Linked DNA regions of Mus musculus: all the other regions are linked to region 2. The links are chromatin contacts, called in public promoter capture Hi-C maps. All regions are on one chromosome and are shown on one strand. The core of a region is the stretch at or near the end of the contact, and the rest is flanking DNA. Distances in the headings are between cores, read along the strand shown.

Region 1 (3,064 bases), core at 481-2,980, 1.8 Mb after region 2:
AGGCAGGAGGATGCAGAGTTCAAGTTCTGTCTGGATTAAAGCAAGTCAAGGCCAGCACAAACAACTTGGTGAAATCCTAGCTTAAAAAGTAAAGAGTAAATAAACAACTGGGGGTGCGTGGCGAAGACGCAACCCAATGACAGATGTGATCCCAACATGTAAGAGGCCTGGGTTCAGTTTAACCCTACAACACAAGGTCCTGACTGTGAGAGCACAGAGCAGTGGCCAGGCTTAGCCAACTGAATTCAATGCCTGGAACCCTCCAGGTAAAAGGAGAGAACCAATTCCTTCAGACTGTTTTGACCTCCACACCTGCATGTGGCGCTGCGTGAGTGTTCCCACAGACTCACATACAAATAAACAAATGTAGATGTTTTTCACAGTTCCACTAAGTTTACAAATTTTTGTGTGTGACCAGATAAGTGATGTTATTCTGATGTTAGACCTTCTTATCAAAAGCAATGGCAAGGTTGCAGAGTGAGAGAGAACTCCAGTAAGAAAGGACCAACTGATGACCACCATACTTGAAAGGCTAACCTGAGTTACAGTCAAGTTTGGATGACGTCAGCCAACACTAGTCATTTGAAGAAACCAATACATTTTCTATAACCAATGTTCCCCTGTCCCAACTCCCAAAAGTGTTGAACCAGAGCTGCTTCTGCCTGACTTTAGTTCGGATGCTGCCAGCTCCTGGCTGGACGCTGGAGTGTTGTTCAATCTCTCGGGTTCTGACATTTCCACAGGTTGGGATCTCCTAAACTGGCCCATCACTCAGGCACCCAGTAGGGACACTCCTGGCACACAGCAGGGAACGGAAACCAACAGGGCTTTACAAGAGGAACTACAGCATTGGCCTTTGTCTCACAGAACCTAGGCCTACTGTGACATGACAGCAAGGAAGGCAGGGACCTAAGCTTGTACACATGCAGTTTTTACATTGTGGCAATCTCATTTAGGCCAGTTACGATGAGGCTCCCTTGCCTGCCCGATGCTGAAGGGGTCTGCAACCATTAACACCCCGGATGTCGCTGACTCAAGCTAGACAGTACAGCCTGCACGGAGTGAGCCCATTTCTGCACGTTTGACTGTTTAAGGGAATTCAAGCATGGGTGATCCTCGTGGACAATCTAACAGGCCTTAAAGATACAAAAGGCCTCCGGTGCACAGAGTCTCCTCCCGAGACTTCAAGCAAACAGTCATTTCTAGACAGGTCTCGTGCTGGTTGGTACAGACTTCCACTTGTCATGTCGTGGACTTGTCGGGTTTTATGTCTGAGACCGTCAGGCCTCTGAGGCCTGGCCTGAGAAGTGTGGATTCGGGACCCGCGCTCCTGCCTTTCCGACTCGGAGGCTGGGACCGAGTTTCCCGCCCCACTGCCCGACCAGAGGTTGGTGACAGTTGAAGTAAGCTGGGACCGGTCCCAGCAGGTTGGAACCGGTCTGGGCCGAGCCGGAGGAAGGGGGGGGGGGACAGCCTCGCGCTCTCCCTGCGCGCGTGACTCACGCTGGCCGCTGACGTCAGGCGTGCGCGCGCGGCGGGGGGGGCTCTACGTACGTGTAGTGCTGCGGTTTCTCGGGCTGTGCCTGCAGCACCTGAGCGGTAGCGGCCGGGGGCGCCGAGGAAGCTGCCGAGCCGCCGGGCCCGGGGCCCTTCGACATGGTCCTGTCTTCCTGCCTCTTCGCCGCTCCCCTTTTATTATTCAGTCTGCGCGGTCCGCGCCGAAGACCCACAGCGCCTGCGCCGCGCCACGAGAACGTGAAGACCCCCCGCACAGCAGCAAAGGTTGCTGGGAGTTGTGGTCCTCCTTTCCGGTGAAATTTTACCGTTGGCACAGTGTCGCTGCTAAAGTGCAAGACCACAATACCCAGAGATCTTTGCGGACGGTGTCCCGGATGCTGAGGATCCGCAATGCCTTGTGGTAATTGTAGTCTAGTCACTCTTAACTATTACCTGAGCATTGTCAGTGTGGTCGGAGGTGAACTCTACCTTTAAACTGGATCCTCCGGAGAGCAAGGAACCAGTTAGGGAGGCCTGAAACAACTCCACGGAGAATGTTCCAAATGCAGTGCAGTAATTGCCTTGCCTCCCTACCAGTACAGTTGGCGCACCGTTTCTAAAGTCAGTCTAGAGCATTGCCTCGGAGCCAGCAAGCTAGTCAGCCAATATTTTCATAATATAGTAACCTGTAAATCACCAGAGAAAGTATGCAGGCTAGCAGACAGTTTGAAGAAGCTTTTTATTGTTGTTGCTTTGTTTTGTTTTTAAAAATTACAATACACCATATTGTTCCTGGGCATCATTAACATTTATCAACCCTGAAACCTGGAACCCCTCCACTTGGGCTCCTTCTGAACTCAGTGGTTGGCCCAAATACCTTGTTTCCAGTAGGTTAAGGTCCAAGGGAGAACCTAATCTCTATCTAGAGTAGTCTCTTAGGCACTTTGGTAAATTGTTGAGAAGTATAGTGATAGACTACATGAGAAGGGCCAGGGGCTGAGGAAAAAAAAATGTTCTAGTCCATTCTAGTTCCCTTTTCTGGAAAAAAACCTTTCTGTTCCGGGGAAATGCAAGGCAATTGCCTCACATTTAGGAATATGGTTTTATGAAATGACTTTCTACAGGCTGGATATAGGGGTACATCCTGAGGGAGGAAAGTCACAAGTTCCAGGCCAAGCTAGGCTATGTACTAAAACCCTATCTCAAAAACCAACACGGTGGCATGTATCTCGGTCCCAGCACTCAGGAAGCAACGGAAGGTGGATCTCTGAATTCAAAGCCTGGTGGCATCCGTTGGTAGTTCTAGGTCAGCCAGAGCTGTCAGTCTGTCTAAAAACCCGAACAAGAACAACCAAACAACAACAGGTTGGAGATGAGTAGGGGTAAAGGTGCTTGCTTCCCTAGGCTGCAAACCCAAGTGGGATCTCTGGGACTGATGTACAGGTGGTAGGAGAGAACCCACTCCACGAATAATAATAAAATAATAAAAATGTCCATCATAGATATGTAATACTTCCCATTTGACCTTGTTTTCTATGTTCAATCTATATCAAATTCTTTTTTATTT
Region 2 (2,938 bases), core at 339-2,838:
TCATAGTCCAGGATTATAAATTATTTCTCTGCTGGTTAAATGAACCAATTCAAGCCAGATTAGATGTTATGAAATGCAGGTTTATTGGAAAGCTGCTCCCAGGTGAATTCACTGGGCTCAAGGACTGAGGCCAGGGGAGTCACCATGGGAAGGTGAGAGAAAGAACACATGTAGAGAGAGAAGAAGAGAAGTCCAAAATGCCTGGATTATATAGGGTGGAGCCTCTGGGGGGAAGGGCTGCCCAGTTCCTGGGCTGGAAGTTCAGAGTTGGGGGCAAAGTATGCCAGGGAGGGAGTGAGGGATGCTGGGAGAGCCTGGAGTCCAGGTCTGCTTTGATATGTAGAATAAGCACCTCAGTTCCTACTCCTGGGGTCTGAAACCAAACAGGGGCCACTGAAATGGCCCAGGTGAGGATGCTTGCTGCCAAACCTGCTCACCTGAGCTCAATTCCAGGGACCAACACAATAAGAGAGAAGTTATCCCCCCAAGCTGTCTTGACACCAACATCCACCATGACACCCACATCCAAACATACACAAATAGAAATATAAATTAAGTAATAATAACATATTTAAAAATTTGGTTGGGCAGTGGTGCTGCACGCCTTTAATCCCAGCACTTGGGAGGCAGAGGCAGGCGGATTTCTGAGTTCGAGGCCAGCCTGGTCTACAGAGTGAGTTCCAGGACAGCCAAGGCTGCACAGACAAACCCTGTTTTAAAACAAAAACAAAACACAACAAAAAAACCTCAGGCAAAACCATGCATGTTGGCAACACTCAGGAAACCAAGGCAGAAATTGAGAATTCAAGACTAGTCTGAGCTGTATAACTGGAACACTTGAGCAAGAAGCATGCTCTTCTACTAAATACAAATGGTTTGTCCCAACTCCAGTTCAACCCAAAAGGCTCTCAATGGAAGGGGAACACCAGGAAACCCACCGAGAGTAGCCTGTGGGACTTACATCGGGTTGTCATCGGGTTCCCAGCCTTCCAATTCCTTAAAGCAGAAAAAACACTGGGCCAAATCAGGCTCGTTCTCGGTAGGGCAGTGGATGAAGCCAGCCTCCGCCATCTGAAAATGACAGCTCGTGAGCGGGATCAACAGTCTGACCTTATCCCATGATTCCCAGAGATCGTTCCGGGCCGAGAACTGAGGACAGTGGGAAGAGGCCCGGAGGCTAACAGTGGTTCAGGCAGAGGGTGGGGAGAGCGGGGGGGGGGGGTGGCCTCGTGGAGGACAGAGCAGAGCAAAGCAGCCTGGCTAACAGTACGAAGCGAGGGTGGGGATAGCGGGTTCTGATCCCGGGTCACACAACTAAGGCACCGTCGGGCCCAGGGTGGAGTCGCTGGAAGCTGGGACTCACTCGCTCTGGGGTGCAGGCGCAGTCCTCCAGGAAGGGCCAGTTCTTGAAGGTGGCGATGCGGTAGTTCTTGAGGTACAGCTGCCAGATCTGGGGCAGCGCCGGAGCTCCCATGATGGCGTCACCACAACCTCCGCCAAGACGACTCAAACGCAGGATTCAAATCGCGCGGGCGGAGGCGCGCCGCAGAGCATGCCGGGAGAGCCCCGGCCCCACGCCCTCGCCCGCTGCCTTCTGGGAGTGGACGGCGCGAGGCGAGCCGGGAAAGTCCCGCCCCACGCCCATCTGCGCCTGGCCTTGTGGGCGTGGCGGGCGCAGGGCATGCTGGGAGTTGTACCTTCTGCTGCGGTTCCTTCTTGCTATTCTGACTCGAATCTTCCGCAGCTGCTCCCCAGAGGACACGGAGGGTGGCCGAGGGCGGTGGACGGGCCTGGGGCACCTCTTTAAAGCATGTCCGCTGCAAGTCCCATGTGCTCTGCAGGTTCTTCCTGCCTCAAGGTTTGCAGGATTTGGCCAGCTAGATATCGGAATGGAAGTGCCTCGGACCCACCCACAGGCTGGTGGAGGGGCGCCCTTAGGAAGACAGGAGACCCTCCTCCCTGCAGCAGCCGCCATCCTTCCTATAGACACCCTGGGATGGAGGCGGGGTCTGTATGTCCCAGCGCTGGAAAAGAAAGTCAATGGGTGTCTATTTCTGAGACCATCGGCCTGGCTCAGACCAAAGGGAAGCAGCCATACACCGCAAGAGAGTCCAGGAGCAGAAGAAAAATACTGCTTCCTGGGTGTGACTGTTGGCTGCTGAGCCTGCCTTGCTGCGGGCCCGTTTTCAGTGTCTCTGTTCCTGTCGGGCGGCCTGTGGTTGCAGTGGCTTCTAAAGAGCTTCACACTGCAGACAGCAGGCTGGGCATGCCCCGAACACAGCCCAGGTTGGCGTTGCAAACGAGTGCCCTGATAATTCGGTTTCCTTTTCAATAAATCTCAGTAGGCTTCCTGCCAGTGGGCCTCCAATGAGCTCCAGGCCACCTCACAGATTGTGAGGAAGAACAGATCATACCACATAGGCAGCTGGAACAAGAGGGGTTTTGTCACGTCCCGAAGAAACATGGATCAAGTATCAATTCCTGTGGCTCCCCCCAGCTCTTCTCACCCTGCCCCTATCCTAAACCTCACCAGTCCAGCGTTTGAGCTTCTCTTCCCTGTATAGACCAGCCATTTCTACAGCTTGCTCCCTTGGTCTGAAACTTTCCACTTCTCTCTTGGTCCTCTTCCCTCTCTCATCTCTTCCTCTCCTCTCTCATGGCCCGGTTCAGATAGGACTCTTCCCTGTAGTGAGAATTTGAGTTTCTCTAAAAGCCCAGTTATGTTTTATGAATGTGTTTTTGTTTTAATCCCAGGTGTGGAGTAAGAGGTGGCTTCCCAGCAAATAATTAGGGTTTGCCTTGCGCAAGGGTGTGATTTTTGCCAACTTCAGGAGAGCGTTTATTGTTTGGAATTCTGGGAAGTCTTTAGAGGGTATAAATGCCTTGAGCCCTGAGAGAGACAGGGGTGCTCTGAAGAGGCTGCTCCTCCCCCTGCTGT
Region 3 (3,085 bases), core at 430-2,929, 1.5 Mb before region 2:
AGGGCTCCAAAGAACTTCTTAAAACCAAAACAAGCAAGCAGGGGGCGGGAAACACAAGAGTAACTATGTATCCTTTGTGGGCAACCCACAAACTGCGGGAAACACAAGAGTAACTATGTATCCTTTGTGGGCAACCCACAAACTAAGAATGGTTAAGAATGGGAGTTGGGACTGGAGGCTTTCTAGCAAACAGGAGCTACAGGAAAGGGCAGAGGCTGAGAACTGGGGTCACAGGCTTCATGAAGGTTGGGAGCTAGACAAGGTGGTGGCATTGAACAAGTGCTTTCTCAGGTAAAAGTGTGGTCTGCCTCAGCCCTCTGTCCTCTCTTGAGAGATGTAAATTTCTTTTAAGAAAGCTCTGCTTTTCGTGGGTAGTGGTGGTGCATGCCTTTAATCTGGGGAGGCCGAGCAGGACAGATCTGTGAGTTCGAGGCCAGCCTGGTCTACAGAGTGAGTTCCACGTCAGGCAGGGGCTATAAAGAAACCGGGTCTTGAAGGCCAAAAAAACAAACAAACAAACAACAATAACAAAAACAAAATGGGGGGGCGGAGGAGGAGAAAGAAAGTTCTGCTTCTCAAACCATGAGTCTCACAGAACAAACTGAAACACACCACGGGGTGGCAGGTTATCTCCTACTACAATTTTCGGTTGGTGTGCCCAAAGCCAACACCACCTAAGTCAGTTCTCTAGTGCTGCTCAGGAAACTGAGAAGCCTGGACTAGAGGCAGCCTTGCACAAGTAAGCGGCCAGCGGCACCGCCTCTCCTTTCCACCAGCTAGAGGACCCTTCCCGTGCCTCCCCCCCTGGAAACTGCGAAGCCCGGACTAGAGGCAGCCTTGCACAAGTGAGCGGCCAGCGGCACCGCCTCTCCTTTCCACCAGCTAGAGGACCCTTCCCGTGCCTCCCCTCCACCCCCCGCCCGGGCTAGACTAAGAAAAAAGCAGATGGGTTTGGGCTAGCCCATTGCGAGCGAGCGCACCTCTCGCTGCAGCTTCGGGGACAGGGGAGGCTCCCGGCTTTGACCTAGGTAAGATCAGCGCCCTGGGCACAGACGCCTGGCACGAAAAAGTTCTGGCTTCAGTTGGTGAGGGCAGACATCTGGCTCGCAAAAGTTCTGCTGCAGTTGGTGAGAGCAGATTCCGGGGCGGAGCCTGGGACCGCTTTACGCGAGGACACGGGGTTGTGTAGGTTGGGGGTCCCCGACCTTCCTGGGTGTTGCTGGGGAGCAGGGCCGACCTAGCGCTGTCCGCAACCCGAGAGTTAATGGGGTCGGAGACTCAGGGCCAGGCTGGACCGGCTGCCTGCAGTGAAACCGAAACTTGGAACATGAAGGAAGTGGCCGCTGGGCGCCGGCGCATCAGGACGCAGGCACCATTCAGGGACTGTGACCACAGGGGCCATGAGCCGCCGGCCCACTCTTCCCTAGCAGGACCGGCACCCAATGAAACAGCATCCAGAGCTCCGCATGTCGCCCCGTGGACCCTTGGCCCGAAACACCCGCGCCCTGCCCAACGGGACCTTGCACCCCGGTCCCTGCGCGTCCCTGAGACCCACATCCCGCACCCTAGGCCTCGCGTCACTGCCCCTGGACTTGCATCCCGCTCCTAGCCCAGCACCAGATCCTGGAACCCCGAAGCCCCTCGCTCGCACCTGCAGTGCCCATGCGCCCGCGCGGACTGGCGCGCTTCGATGAGGGGTCACGGGGCCGGCGCCGCCCCTCCGCCTCCTTGGCGCACAGCCTTGCTGGAATTCCCCGCCTGGTGGCGCCGGCCTAGCTCGCTTGTCCAGAGCGACTACAGCCGCTGCGTGCCCACGGCCTTCGAAATCTCACTGGCTCTTGCACCAGGGTTGCACATTCTCCCCCAACCAGGACGGACCGCCCTGAATGGGTGACCATTGATAGGTTCAAACCTCTAGCCCCAGACATCCAGCACCTTGGACAGTATCCAGGATTTAGCCAAGCTGAAGCCACCCACAGAAGGACCTGGAGGACAGCAAGAGTGTTCACCTACAGGTTGCGTGCATGCAAAGTAGAGTGATGGCAAAGAAGTGATGGCAACCCATCACATCGAAGTCCACCAAAAGCCGCTAGCAGTAGTCATTGCTAGTGGACGGCCACACTGTGTGCTTGCACTTTCTCATCTGTGAGTCTCAGTCATGTCCTTTGCCCCCAAAGCTTTTTAACTAAGTATTAGCAAGTGTGGGGAGACCAAGCACTCAAATATCTTGAGCCTATGGGAGCCATTCTTGTTTAAAGTACCACAGTATCTGAGGATGGCCCTGGACTTCTGATCCTCCTACCTGTGTCTTTTTGTTTGGTTGGTTGGTTGGTTTGGGTTTGATTTGGTTTGGTTTTTTGAGACAGGGTTTCTCTGGCTGTCCTGGAACTCACTTTGTAGACCAGGCTGGCCTCGAACTCAGAAATCTGCCTACCTCTGCCTCCCGAGTGCTGGGATTAAGGGTGTGCGCCACCACGCCCGACTTCCTGCCTGTGTTTTAAGGGCTGGGGCTACATGTGCATACCACCATGGCTGGTCTTATGTTGGAATGGAACCCAGGGCTTCTGGATGCTCAGCAAGCACTGTACCAACTGATCTCGGTTCCCAAACCTCCATGCAGCTCTCTCAAAGTCTTCCTCCTATGCACCTCGGGGCCAGACCCTCATCTTCCCAGATTTTTAAAGTTTTTTTTTTAATTGCACTTATTTATGTTGTTGTATTAGAGCCACAGCATGCAAGTGGAGCTCCAAAGACAGTCTTCTGGAACCGCCTGTGGCTTAGTTTGTTCCTTATGGTCATTCTTTACACTTAATGGGTTCCCTCCCTCCTCTGGGGGTGGTGGGGTTGAGTGAGAATGGCTTCCATGGGCTGATATGTCCAAATACTTGGTCCCCTGTTGATTGAACTGTTTGGGAAGAAGTAGGAGGTGTGGCCTTTTCCACAGGAGGTTTGTCACTGGGGGCAGCTTTGAGGTTTTAAAAGCCCATTCCACGCCCAGTATACTCTCTGCTTTCAGATCCAGATGTGAGCTCTCAGCCACAGGCTCTGTGCCCTGCCTCTATCATAATAAACTTAAGCCCTCTGA
Region 4 (2,944 bases), core at 164-2,663, 1.4 Mb after region 2:
AGCTTATCGGCCCTTCCTGATTAGGTCTAGTGTAATCAACCTTGGGGCTCACAATCTGAGTCCAAGTCAGGTCTGGCCACCTTCTTCAATATGTTAATTAAAATTGCAACTTGGGCACGGGAGGGATGGCTCAGCAGTTAAGAGCACTGGCTGCTGTTCCTGAAGACCCAGCAGCCCACAACTGACTCCAAACTACAGTTCCAGAGAATCTGACACCCTCTTCTGGCCTTTGCAGGCACTGTGTATGCACGGTGCACAGACACAGAAAGACTCAATGTTCAGGCAGATTTCTGAGTTCGAGTCCAGCCTGGTCTACACAGCGAGTTCCAGGACAGCCAGGGCTACACAGAGAAACCCTGACTCGAAAAGCCAAATTAAATTAAATTAAATTAAATTAAATTAAAATTAAAATTAAAAGTCGAACTGAAAACAGAAAGCAGAAAAGGGAGATTTATTAAACCTAGCAACATCGGTAAGAGGAACAGAGGAATCCAGAGAAGTCCACAAGTCTGTCCTCCGTCCAGAAGTGAGATAAAAATGTAAGCAGAAGGCCGAGGATTTGCCACCTAAGCCGTCCCTTCCAGGGCAAGGTCCCGACCATCATTGAGACGCCCTTGCATGGGCTTCAACCTCAGCCTGTAAGGTGGTCTGAGAAGTCTCTGGAGCTCTGTGAAAGCTGTTTTTGGGAGTCACGTTTTTTTTTCTCCCAGCATGACATTCCTGAGGTGGGTGGGGGAAGATCTTTACTTCTTTGGGGGTCCGTTTTTCAAACAGTCTGATAGATCGAGAGGCTCAAATGTCTCTTTGGAACGACTTCATCTATTTACACAAAAGTAAATGAACACACGCGCCTTCTGTATTTGCACAAGGCGAACTCATGCGGGCAGAGCGGCTGGCTGGGGTTGAGGGGGACGGGTGGGAGAACTGAGAACAACAACGGGCAGGAGTGCAACCTTGCCTCACGTGCAGACACAGATATAACGTCTAGGGAAGGCCTCCACGTCCAGATTCTGGAGCAGTTAGTTTAAGTGCCCGCAAAAGGGAAAGGGCCGGCTGTCCCTTTTCAAATAAATCCCAGCCTGCGCAAGCGTGGAGGGGAGCGCCGGAGGCTCGTTCATCATAGAGGCGTGAGGCTAGATTGTCTCCGGTCCCTGGGCGGACATCTTAGTTCCTGGCAGTAAATTTGAAAACATTTATAAGTACCACTAAACATGGCTGCACCTCCCAGAATAGTGGACATTAAAATACCTGTCCCCGGAGACTCAAACTCAGGCGAACACGCGAGTCAGCGGCGCCTGTGTCAGAACAGGCTCTCCATGCCATGCCCACCTCCCTGCCCTTTTCCGAGATGGCGGCGGGGGCGGACGCTCTAGCTGCTCGACTCGGTGTCGCGGAGGGGCGCGGCCTGCCGCGGGGTCCGAAGGAGGCTGCGGCGCTCGGCTGCGCCTTCGGTGCGGCTTGGAGATCCGGACGCATCTGTGTCGCGCCTCGTCCCTCTGCGGCCCCGCGCGGACCGCTGTAGCCGCGCCTCGGGCCGGAGGATGCCCAGGAAGCTGCTGCTGCTGCCCCCGCTGTCCGCGTGCTCTGCTCTGCGTGTCCCGCGGGCTCGGCCCGCCGCCTCGCCGGCCATGAACGCAGCCCGCACCGGCTACCGAGTCTTCTCGGCCAACTCCACGGCCGCCTGCACGGAACTGGCCAAGCGCATCACTGAGTAAGCGAGGTGGTCCCCGGGGTGGCCCTAGCCCCTCTCCCCGTCACCTCCACCTTTGCACCCGGGAGCAGCAGGTTTGGGCCGACTCCCCAACCCCGTCCCAGGGCCGCGGCGCACTCTTAACCCTAGAGAGGTTTCCTGCGCTTGCCCTGAATCTGACCATCGCCATTTCCAGGCGTCCCTAAAGCGACAGGCGATGTGGGTCCATCCTAGACCGAAGGGTTAGGACAGTCAGGGAGAAGGGAACTCAGAAGTACTTCGGGCTGGGCGGGGGGAGAGCCGCGATTACAAGTGTGTAGGATCAGTTGTACAAAAAAGTGTTTGCTTAGGGGTGTGTGCGTGTGTTAACCACTGACCTCAGGGGACCGTGGGGGCCCTGAGATGTCTTTCCAGGCTTGTTTGTTGTTACCGATGCTGGATGGATGAAGGACGTGATTTTTTTTTTTTTTTTTAAACCTTACTTACAAACTGTGGGTGCTTCTATGGGGAAGGGATGGGAGCGTGAGCCTGAACTTTGCGGAAATCATGGAGAAGAATCCTGCAGAGCAGAGCCTCCCGGTGCCCTGCTGATAATAACCGGTCTACTTAAAGGCCCCTTTTCAATTTTGGAGAAAACTAGAGCCCTGGTATAAAGAGCCTTAAGGGCCCTTTGTGAAATAAGCTTTTTAGTAATATGTATCGTTTCTCTTCTCCTTTATGGGACAGAGCTTTATCGTAGCTCCTGCTGGCCTGGAACTTAGTGAATGGATGAGGCTTGCACTCTCAAGAGTTCAAGCCGGGAGATCTGCCTGCTTCTGCCGCGGGAACACCACACCCATCATGGGCTTTGGTTTCTGAGATAAGGTCTTATGACCCTGGTCACACTCTAAATGGTGTGATATTTCTGGCCTTGGCCTTTCCGATGCTGGCAGTTCAGGTGCGCACTTGGACTCCCTGGCGTAAATGACTTGACTTTGAACATTTAAAGTCATTTTCATATTTCAAAAGTTCTTAGCTCCACCTGTTTTATTATCAGTTGGACTTTGAAGTGGGTTTAGGAGATATGTACAGGGAGACAGTCAGTCTCTCCGGTTTCTGTTTCTTTTCATGATTTATTTATCGTGTATACAATGTTCTGTCTGCATGTGTGCCTGAAGGCCAGAAGGGGGCGCCAGATCTCATTACAGATGGTCGTGAGCCACCGTGTGGGTGCTGGGAATTGAACTCTGGACCCCTAGAAGAGTAGCCAGTGCT
Region 5 (3,052 bases), core at 162-2,661, 1.3 Mb after region 2:
CGTGGGTGGGGGATCTAGCTTTCCAGAATGAGCTTCCCACCCCACGAACATTCCGTTCCAGGGGACACCGGATTCGGACCCGACGCATGAGTCAGTGACCCGTGGCTCTCTTCGTCGGGCCGGCTCTTCACCCTTCGGGCTTGGTGGAGAATCCAACTGCATACAATTCCCAGAACTGGCATTGAGAGGCGCGTACTCTGGGACGAAGAACCCCATCGCAACCTGCGCAGTCGCCCGGTCCCCTGCCTGAACTACGAAGCCGCTGAAGCTCCGAGTCTCCAAGAGGGTGGGGGTGGGGGTGCGTGCCGCACTCGTGAGAACAGCGCCCAAGTCCCGCAAAAGCCTGCCTGTGCTGGGCGGACCCACAACTATGGTCTGCCCTGCCGGAGCGCGAGTGTGCACTGAGGCGCAGGCGTGGGGCCGTCTCCTTCACGGACCCACGAAGGCACCGCCAACTACGGGAGGGCGCGCGCGGGGGAAAGGGGATCCCTACCCAATCTGTCCCACGGGCGGCCAGTGGCGGAAAGCAGCTCCTCTCCGACTCAGACCCGCGACAGAGGGACAACTGAAGCACTGGGCTGACACCGACTCCAAGGGATCGCCCCCCTCCGGTCTCAAACTTTTTGCTCAATTTCACGGCGGCCCGGGGAGGGCGCTGAGCCTCTGGGCCGGCCTGGCCACGCCCCGCGTTCCTTGTGCTCTCGGGGTGGAACCAGAGTTGCGCGCAGCTCTGGTCCCCCACCCGCCCGGGATCTCACTGCACCTCCCCGAACACAGTCGCCGCCAGCCTGGGCTCGGCCACGCGCAGATGAGGGGCAGGATCCCCGGATACGATTGTGCGCCCGGTGCTGGAGGAACAGCTTAGGAAGTCCGCAAGAGGTGGGGTTCTGAGCCCGGCCTGAAGCAGCGCATCCGCGGAGCGCGAAAGCGAGGGCGCAGCCCACATGCCGGCGCCCAGCATCCGAGCGGGCTTCGGGTACGCGTGGGTCTGCGCTTACTGAACCTCGAAACTGCTGTTCACAGTAGGGATGCAGCGCCTCTTTGGCGTCGCTTAGACCTAGCCTGAATTCCACATCCAGACCCTAGTGCTGTCCTGACTCTGGGCCAGGGTCGGGTCACCCGCCACCCGCGAACTTCTCTTCCTCCCCTGCTCCTCCGCGGTGCCTTTACTTTTAGCTTCCAGATGCAGCCGCTGGCTCACTCAGACGCCGAACCCGAAGCAGTCTGGCACGCCTTTCAGGAGAAAGCTGAACCGGTTTGGGGACGAAGTCGAGATGAGAGTACCTCGTCAGCAACCTCCAAAGGTGGAGTCTTTCCCCCCAGGGAACACTATCAAGGCCTGAGATGCTGCCTGCCGCGGATGATCGGGATCCACGATCCTCACCGACTGGAGGAACCCAGCAGTGTGGACAGGGCAATGGGGGCTCTCATCAGGATTGGAGAGGCTAGCATGGGGGCGTGGTCCCAACCTCCCCACCCCTTCGGGCGATCTCGGGGTGAAAATGCACACGTGCCCCGGTGTATGCGCTTCGGTGGAGATAAACAAGACGCATAGTTGTGTAAGTGATATATTTCATGGCAAGTGACCTGAGGGTGTCCGTGACTAACCGGAGTTAAATTTTTGGAAGATTATTAGCGGAGACTTGGAAAAAGAAGCTCCCAAATCCTACCAAGCACCAAAAACAGACACCAAACTCCCAAGGAAGCTGCATTGGTTTAGCTCCGGTTACAGAGAACTGGCGCGCCCACACCGGCCCCCGCGCGACCCCACCCACCTCTATCTTCGCATCGCTTCTTAAAGTCCAGAAGAGGCGAGTCCAAGAGGAAAACGAACCCAGATAAGAAAGGATTGCAGTGAACTAGGTCACGCCTTGAAGGTGGCTTCTCTCCCAGAGGACCCTGGAGTTCCCCGACCGAGTTTCTCAGTATTTTAGGAGTCCCCAGGAGGGCCAGGGGCACAGGCTGGACCTGCGGTTCCGCACGCGTCACTGCAATATATGCCTTGGCTCTGTACAGCCGCGGGACAGCCTGACCGGATCATGAACGCCCCGAGTGCCTTCCGAGAAGGTGACTCAGCGACACGCTCACGGGTGGAGAAACTCCCGGAAACAACCAACCAACCAAAAAAAAAAAAAAATGAGGATTTGGAGGGAGCAAGGGCGTCATCACCCACCCCCGGTTCCGCGACTCGTGGCTACCAAGATCTGGTCCTGCACCTACCCCCATCCCCGGCTTCCCACCTTACACCCCTGGAATCTAGCGCGGACAAGGAAGGATTGCAGCTCTGCAGCCGCAGTGCCGTGGTCACGCGCTGCGGGGACACGAGTCGCGGTGGGAGGAGGGGGCTCTGCGGGGAAGCCAGGCTCTCTGCCACTCGCTCCCTTGTCTACCCTGCCCCCTCCCCTTACCAGAGACCTAGGGTCCAGATCTGGCGTTGGTATCTAGCAGACTCAGGGAGGAAACTATTCTCCCCGAGATTTTGAGCTTGGAGGGGGGCTGGCTGCCCAGACTGTAGGAAACACCCTCCTCTGCTCTCTCACGGTTTGGGAAGGAGTGTTTATCAAGCCCGACAAGCAAGTCATTAACAACTAAAGAGGAGAAACTGAGGCACGGGGAAGGAAAGATCGGGCTGTGTGTAAATTTACGCTCAAAATGCCGACCTGGATCAGGGTCTCGCTTTTCTTTGAGGCCTGGGGCTGGAACTTCTCATACTCTGAGGGCAAGCGTGGAGCAAGGTTGACTGGAAACTCAGTCCGTGGGAGAGAGCAGAAGCAGCCTGCAGGACATTTTATACTTGGGCCTCAGGGCCGGTTCCCCTTCTGCTCAGAAGAGACCCAGTGGGAGGGGGGTTCCAGTCTGGCGCTGGTTCCAGTGGACACAATGGCTCCTCTGTGTCGGCTGCCGCCTCATCCTCTGGCCTCCTCACCTCTCTGGTCTCTGCCTCTTTCATTCTTGTTCACCTCCCCCATTCCATGCAGCTTTCTAGACCCTTTCCTTTCCTAAAGAACTTTATCCTATCTGTAGAAACCGGCAAACAGCACCCCTGGCCCTG
Region 6 (3,015 bases), core at 93-2,592, 1.4 Mb before region 2:
TATCTCACAGAACTCAGAAAAGCACTTCACTTATATTTACTGGTTGGTTGGTTTTGAAAGCTGTAACTCAAGAACAGCCAGAATGAAGAAATGGGTGGAGAACGGTTGGGAGTGGCTCCCAGGCTCCCAACACTCAAATGTGTTGATCAACTGGGATGGTCTCTGAACCCACGTGGCTGCCATGTTGAGACAGGGTCTGCAGTAGCCCAGGCTTGCCTTAACTTGCTATGAAGCCAGGGATGGCTTGGGTCCCTGCCACCATCTCCTACACGCTGGGCTTTCTGGCATTGGAGACCACAGCCAGCTCTGTTCAGTTCTGTGGGCCTTCGGTTACGTAGGCATGACTGAAATCCGTTACCATGGTGAGTGATTCTCCAGCATCTTGAGGGAGTTGGAGTGCTTGCGTAGGCTGCAGTTTCCTACCCTCCAATCACGCCTTGGTCTTTCAGGTGCCCAGCGGCCATAATGAGCCACCATAATGAGCCACAGAAAGATCCAGTGTGTGGATCTGGCTCGAAGACCAGAGACCCATTTTGTCTTTACTGCCGAGTAAGGCCCAGCTCCACCTGGCCCTTCCAGACGTAAGTGACACTGACCATGATTCAGCATCTAAGGACACTCGCAGGCTCAAATTCTGCGGGGCAGGGTGGGAATCTGCATTTTCCAGGACCCTCCAAGGAGGCCGCAGGGCGCAACTCAGAAACACACGCATTAGAACAAAGTCCCAGAAACTGGGAGCAGGCAGCTGAGGCCCGTTCTCTCAGCCACAATTTAGAGAAAAAAACATGGGAAGGAACTGAACTCAGAGGCCACGGCTGACCTGGTGACCTCAAGCTTGCTTTCTGGAAAGCAGCTGGATCGCTGCGTCACCAGGCACAGGCGTGTCCAAATCCAACCTGTCAGACACGGGAGGTCAAAGTGAAGGTTCTCGGTTTCTCTGTGCCTCAGTTTCCCCCTGCGTCACATACACACAGAGCTTTGCCCGCCTGGTACTGCGGGCACGAACTAGAATCCCGGACTTTACCGGAGCCTGCTGTCTTACTAAGGTCACCGTCCGTGGCTGCCTGGGTCGGGGGTCTCACCTATGCCGCGTGTCTCTGCTCGATTCTCCAAAGCAGGAACTCGCTGACAGTCGGCCCTGCCTGCCTGGAGGAGGCCGCTCCTCCGGAGGCTCTGGGGCCGGAGACAGCCTTCACCAGCTCGCCCAGCTCACCTGCGCAATCACCCTCCAGGCCGAAGACCCCCAGGCTCAGCGGGCAGCGTGGGTCACGTGGTCTGTGGGCGGGGCTCGTCCGCGCGGACCTCGTCACACGACCTCCTGCGTAGGCGGCGGAGTCCGTGTGAGTGTTATCGCTGCGCCCCCTAGTGGCTGAGGGCGACAGTGAGCGCAGGTGTTGGAATGGCAGCCATAGGACGTCATCGCGTTGCAAAAGCTCCAGTAGATTAAACCAGCCCAGACCTGGAGTCAGAGTCAAACACGTGATCGCACAGAAAACCTACGATGGTGAAACAGTAAATGATCCGGGGCATTTGATATAAGTATGATGCAGGTCATACATTGAGCCAGAAGCCCGGGGTAGTAGTGCAGGCATGTGATCCCAGCACTCGGGAAGCAGCAGCAAGAAAGATTGACAATTTGAGGCCAGCATACGACACCTGGTGAAACTCTGTTTCAAAAACCAAAGTTGGCAGGCCGGATGTAGATAGGGGTAGAGCACTGGCCTACCATGTGCAAGGCCCTGACTCTCCTGTACTGCTGGGACCACTGGGGGGTGGAGGGGCATTTGTGCCTCTGGCTGTCAAACTTTTGAAACAATGTACACCAAGAAATTCAACGCCCCCCTCCCCATCCCATGCTGGGAGAGGAGAAAGGCCTGAGAAGACGGTGTCCTCAGCTCTGGCAGCTTGTCGGAGCACAGTGTGTGCAGGCAGGATAATGAGAGCCAAGAGGACTGGCCAGCGAGGGAAGGTGGATGGACTCTGGCCAGCTTGAATGTGCTGAGCTTGGCTCTGGCAATCTTTCCCTTGTGCCCATTCCCTCTGCCTTGCTAAAGAAAAACAAAACAAAACAAAACAAACAAACATTAGATTACATTCCTAAAGCTAGCCATCAAGGTCTCTTCCCTTATTTGGCCACTTCCTCCGCCTAAGGCTGACTGCCAGGGGCCAGCTGTTAAAGTATTGAAGTCCAGCAATCCGAAGCCCCCTTTGGTTCATGTAATTAATACACCAAACCAAACCTTACCACCGCATGCTAGCCCATCCTAACACAGGCCTCCCCTTCTCTCTTCTTTTTTTTTTTTTTTTTTTTTTGTGTGGTTTTTTGAGACAGGGTTTCTCTGTGTAGACCAGGCTGGCCTCGAACTCAGAAATCCGCCTGCCTCTGCCTCCCGGGTGCTGGGATTAAAGGCGTGCGCCACCACGCCCGGCCCCTTCTCTCTTCTTAAAAATGACACCAGCAGCCAACAATGGCAGCACACGCCTTTGATCCCAGCACTGTGAGGCAGAAGCAAGTGGAGCTCTGATTTTCAGGACAGCCTGGTGTACATACAGAGTGAGTTCCAGGATAGCCAACGGTACACAGAGACCCTGTCTTGGGCCCGCCCATCCCCCCTTACACCTGCCGAGTCATTTGCTGCTGTTCTTCACCTTTGTTCCTGGTGGCTTGTGCCTATTCTGGGGTCCGACAGGGAAACCCCTGCTCTGCAGAGGTCTCCTAACAGACAGGAGCGTCCCGTGACCAAGCATGCTTGGCTACACAGCTCTTCTGCCCTATTCAGAGTTAGAGCTCACACCAGGACACACCCCCGCCCCCAATTTGTTCCATTCCCATCTGTTTTACCTCCCAAAGTGGCCACACCAACTAAACCCCCTTTCTCTGCTGTTCACTGTTGTCTCTTTAATTGGTACTGGAGACAGGCGGCTGAGCCTAGTTCCCTAGGGCTGTCAGACGATCAGAAAACTCTAAAACAAGCCCAGCCAGAGCTTACAGGTGCACTACTGAAACAGCTGCTG
Region 7 (2,973 bases), core at 109-2,608, 1.5 Mb after region 2:
TGCTTTACCTAATTTCATCCCACCAGAGTGTCTATCCCCTGTGACATCTGCCAGGCACAGACTCAAACCCTAAGCCATCCATCCCACTGGGGAACTAGTCCTGTCCATCTGGTGTTGGCGTGCTGGCTGCACACTTTGTTTTAGGGCCTGAACACCTGTGTGTATGTGTGTGTGTATGTGTGTGTGTGCGTGCGTGTGCTCTGTATGTGCCATCTGTGTACCCCTCACATTCATGGAGTACACTTATAGGCACATTACAGTGGGGACATCAAGATGCAATATTTATGGATTGCTGCATGATTCTTAAAAGTGAATAAAACTGTTTACAGGGGCAAGGGAGCCATTAATTACAACGTGAATTCGTTTGTGAACGTATTCGTTTCAGTCAGTGGCTCAGGCTCTTTTTAGTATTTCTGCAGACCTGGGTACAAGGCCAGCTCCATTCCTGACTGCCCTACCTGCTTCTGCATCTGCCTTAAACCCGATCACTTCCAATCCTGCAGCTCGTCAATTATTAAAGAACCCCAAAGCTGATGGCAATAGGGAAAGCTAGGGCCCAGAATCCCTTATGCTTAGTAGTTCCCATCACTTAACCAGTTCCTGGCTAAATCAGTAGAACAAATGACCTCTTTGAGAATCTTGCAGGCCCAGGGCTTTTCTGTTTTTTGCCGGCTGGCTCTGCTTCCTAGACTGTCTGAAAGGGCAGCACCTCCGCAGATGCCCCTGGAATGCCAGCTTCCGGGAACTTGAGCAGGGTGAGTGGGCGAGCTGCTTACCGGGAGACGCTGGGTTACCCTACCCGCCTCGGTGTGTCTGCGAGCTGTGTGGCCGTTTCTGCGGATTATAAGCGACAGGTGGCATCAGAGAGTCAAACTTGCCTGTGGGCACCAGAGAAGACACTCGGGGACCAGGGAAAGGCCCCAGAAACCAGACAAAGGCCACTGGCAGCCCGGTGAGGGCAAAGACTTCAAGGGCACGGTTCCCCGAGACTTGGTCTGCAGAATCCGGGGCTGGGTCCCCTCAGCGGTCAAACCCGACGCGTTGGGGGAGGGGTTCCCGGGGCCTCGAGCGGGAGCCGAGCACCCGCCGTGAGACCCAGCGCGGGGCCCTCGGGCGGGAATGCACAGAGTCGGATCTCGGTGGCGGGTAGGGGGCTGGGTGGCGCGGGAGAGGGCGGCAGAACCAGAGAGTTCCAGAGAGTTGCCGCCAGAGGAGCTGCAAGGGCCCGCGGTCTCCTTGGAGACGTACTGGCCAATGACAGCAGCGGAAGCTGTTTATGGGGGCGGGGCGTCGCCATGGCAGCAGAAGAAGCCTTCCGAGCGTCTACTTAATGCCGGTCCCCGGGCCGTCGGCGCTCAGAGAAGCGCCGTCGGGCGAGGGGGGGGGGCGCGAAGAGGGGCGCCAGCACAGCCCTCGAGCTGGGGACAGAGAACCGCGGGAGGTGGGAGGAACTTCTTCCAGAACCTTCCTCTGGCTGGCTGCGCTCTGAGCCAGGTAAGGGACTGGGAGGGCTGTGGACCACGGGATGGGAGGGCGTCGGGACCTGCTGGCTATCCAGTCCATCGGTCGCCCACAGAAGTAGTGGGGCCACGAAAATGAAATCTGAGGAGTTCGGGAGATCGCTTCCTGCTCCTCCATAACTCGGTCCTGTGACCTTCCTTTCCCGAGACCCTTCATCCTAACACCTCTTTTCAAGGATCAGATGACCTACTTTGCCCCAGCCGCGTCGTACTGACCCCCCTGGACTATTGGGATGTGATCTTAGTTTCCCACTCTTTGGGGAAAAGAGTTAGTTTGGGCCTTCCTACCCTCTTCCCTCATTGTGGCCAACAAACCCTTCAAGGGCAGATGGAGAGAGGTGGAGACGCAGGATCAGACCAGGGTCCTGTGTTTCCCTGACCTCGCCACAGGCTGCGGGGATGAATGTGAGGGGCTCCCCCCCTAAGGCGCCTCTTTCCTCTCGGGGTAGGGGAAGAGTGTTCAGTTCCGTGGTGCTCCCGCAGGCCTCACATTCGTGTTCGGAGGAGGCGACCCCCTGGGTCGCAGAATGGAAGTGAGTGTTCTGGAGACTGTGTAACTGGAGTCTGGGTTACCAGCGGGCCAGAGAGCGCGGCGGGCCACTCCGGCTCAGCCTGTGGATGTTGACCGCCCCTTCGGAGAGTCCCCGCAGACATGGCGGAGAGCTGGCTGCGCCTCTGCGGAGCGGGTCCCGGAGAGGAAGCCGGGCCGGAGGGCGGCATGGAGGAGCCGGACGCCCTGGATGACAGCCTGACCAGCCTGCAATGGCTGCAGGAATTCTCCATTCTCAACGCCAAGGCTCCCACTCTTCCCCCAGGAGGCACAGACCCCCACGGCTACCACCAAGTGCCGGGCTTGGTGGCGCCCGGGTCACCGCTGGCGGCAGACCCTGCCTGCCTTGGGCAGCCGCACACACCCGGCAAGCCCACATCGTCGTGCACATCTCGAAGCGCGCCCCCGGGGCTGCAGGCCCCGCCCCCTGACGACGTGGACTATGCCACCAACCCACACGTGAAGCCACCCTACTCCTATGCCACTCTCATCTGCATGGCCATGCAAGCCAGCAAGGCCACCAAGATCACTCTGTCGGCCATCTACAAGTGGATCACGGACAACTTCTGCTACTTCCGCCATGCAGACCCCACCTGGCAGGTAGGGGGAGGAGAGGTGCGGGTGGTGGCCACTCCCTCCTCACGACCTCCTTCTGGCACTTAGCCAGGCTCGCATACCAGATCTGCAAGGCCAAGGAGACACCTGGCTGTGAGGTCAGGCCTCATGAGAGGCCTGACCACTCTGCCAGGTTCTGAAACTGCTCCCTTGTCTGGAGCCAAGGCCCTGGAGGTACAGACGAAGTTGTAGAAGAGGGACCAATAGGGCCCGGTGTAGCCTCATGTGGGATGTAACACTAAGGCACATTCTTGTCCCGTGTCCGAAAATTCCTAGACAATGATCTGC

The links. Promoter capture Hi-C pulls out the DNA fragments that hold promoters and counts their contacts.
Region 1: a promoter capture Hi-C map of liver shows a contact between it and region 2, with 2.6 times the contacts expected there. The contact joins the promoter of Unk here to the promoter of Birc5 in region 2. A contact is called at or near these places in 4 of 39 promoter capture datasets (erythroid cells, liver and pre-B cells) and 2 of 115 datasets of contacts at active chromatin or transcription factors (embryonic forebrain and pancreatic cancer cells).
Region 3: a contact with region 2 is called in a promoter capture Hi-C map of liver, with 3 times the contacts expected there. The contact joins the promoter of Rnf213 here to the promoter of Birc5 in region 2.
Region 4: a contact with region 2 is called in a promoter capture Hi-C map of liver, with 4 times the contacts expected there. The contact joins the promoter of Prpsap1 here to the promoter of Birc5 in region 2. A contact is called at or near these places in 2 of 39 promoter capture datasets (liver and pre-B cells) and 1 of 115 datasets of contacts at active chromatin or transcription factors (astrocytes).
Region 5: a contact with region 2 is called in a promoter capture Hi-C map of liver, with 2.8 times the contacts expected there. The contact joins the promoter of Sphk1 here to the promoter of Birc5 in region 2. A contact is called at or near these places in 1 of 39 promoter capture datasets (liver), 2 of 115 datasets of contacts at active chromatin or transcription factors (astrocytes and pancreatic cancer cells) and 1 of 9 other capture datasets (liver).
Region 6: a promoter capture Hi-C map of liver shows a contact between it and region 2, with 5 times the contacts expected there. The contact joins the promoter of Gaa here to the promoter of Birc5 in region 2. A contact is called at or near these places in 3 of 39 promoter capture datasets (cranial neural crest, liver and stem cell-derived epiblast-like cells).
Region 7: a promoter capture Hi-C map of liver shows a contact between it and region 2, with 5 times the contacts expected there. The contact joins the promoter of Foxj1 here to the promoter of Birc5 in region 2.

Annotation. Positions count from the first base shown.
Region 1 is chr11:116,028,982-116,032,045 of GRCm38.p6, reverse strand. It overlaps Unk (unkempt family zinc finger), which reads right to left and starts at 1,730. Exons shown (of 16, transcript NM_172569.4): 1 at 1,555-1,730. The coding sequence starts at 1,658.
Region 2 is chr11:117,847,887-117,850,824 of GRCm38.p6, reverse strand. Birc5 (baculoviral IAP repeat-containing 5) reads right to left here and starts at 1,588. Exons shown (of 4, transcript NM_009689.2): 1 at 1,364-1,588; 2 at 962-1,071. The coding sequence starts at 1,474.
Region 3 is chr11:119,388,693-119,391,777 of GRCm38.p6, reverse strand. Rnf213 (ring finger protein 213) reads right to left here and starts at 1,679. Exons shown (of 68, transcript NM_001040005.3): 1 at 1,652-1,679. It overlaps Mir1932 (microRNA 1932), which reads right to left and starts at 1,306; the gene lies at 1,217-1,306.
Region 4 is chr11:116,488,815-116,491,758 of GRCm38.p6, reverse strand. It overlaps Prpsap1 (phosphoribosyl pyrophosphate synthetase-associated protein 1), which reads left to right and starts at 1,413. Exons shown (of 10, transcript NM_026364.1): 1 at 1,413-1,711. The coding sequence starts at 1,542.
Region 5 is chr11:116,530,810-116,533,861 of GRCm38.p6, reverse strand. Sphk1 (sphingosine kinase 1) reads right to left here and starts at 1,411. Exons shown (of 6, transcript NM_025367.7): 1 at 494-1,411.
Region 6 is chr11:119,266,290-119,269,304 of GRCm38.p6, reverse strand. It overlaps Gaa (glucosidase, alpha, acid), which reads right to left and starts at 1,342. Exons shown (of 20, transcript NM_008064.4): 1 at 1,083-1,342.
Region 7 is chr11:116,333,739-116,336,711 of GRCm38.p6, reverse strand. Foxj1 (forkhead box J1) reads left to right here and starts at 1,358. Exons shown (of 3, transcript NM_008240.3): 1 at 1,358-1,494; 2 at 2,004-2,670. The coding sequence starts at 2,173. Rnf157 (ring finger protein 157) reads left to right here. Exons shown (of 19, transcript NM_027258.1): 19 at 1-367.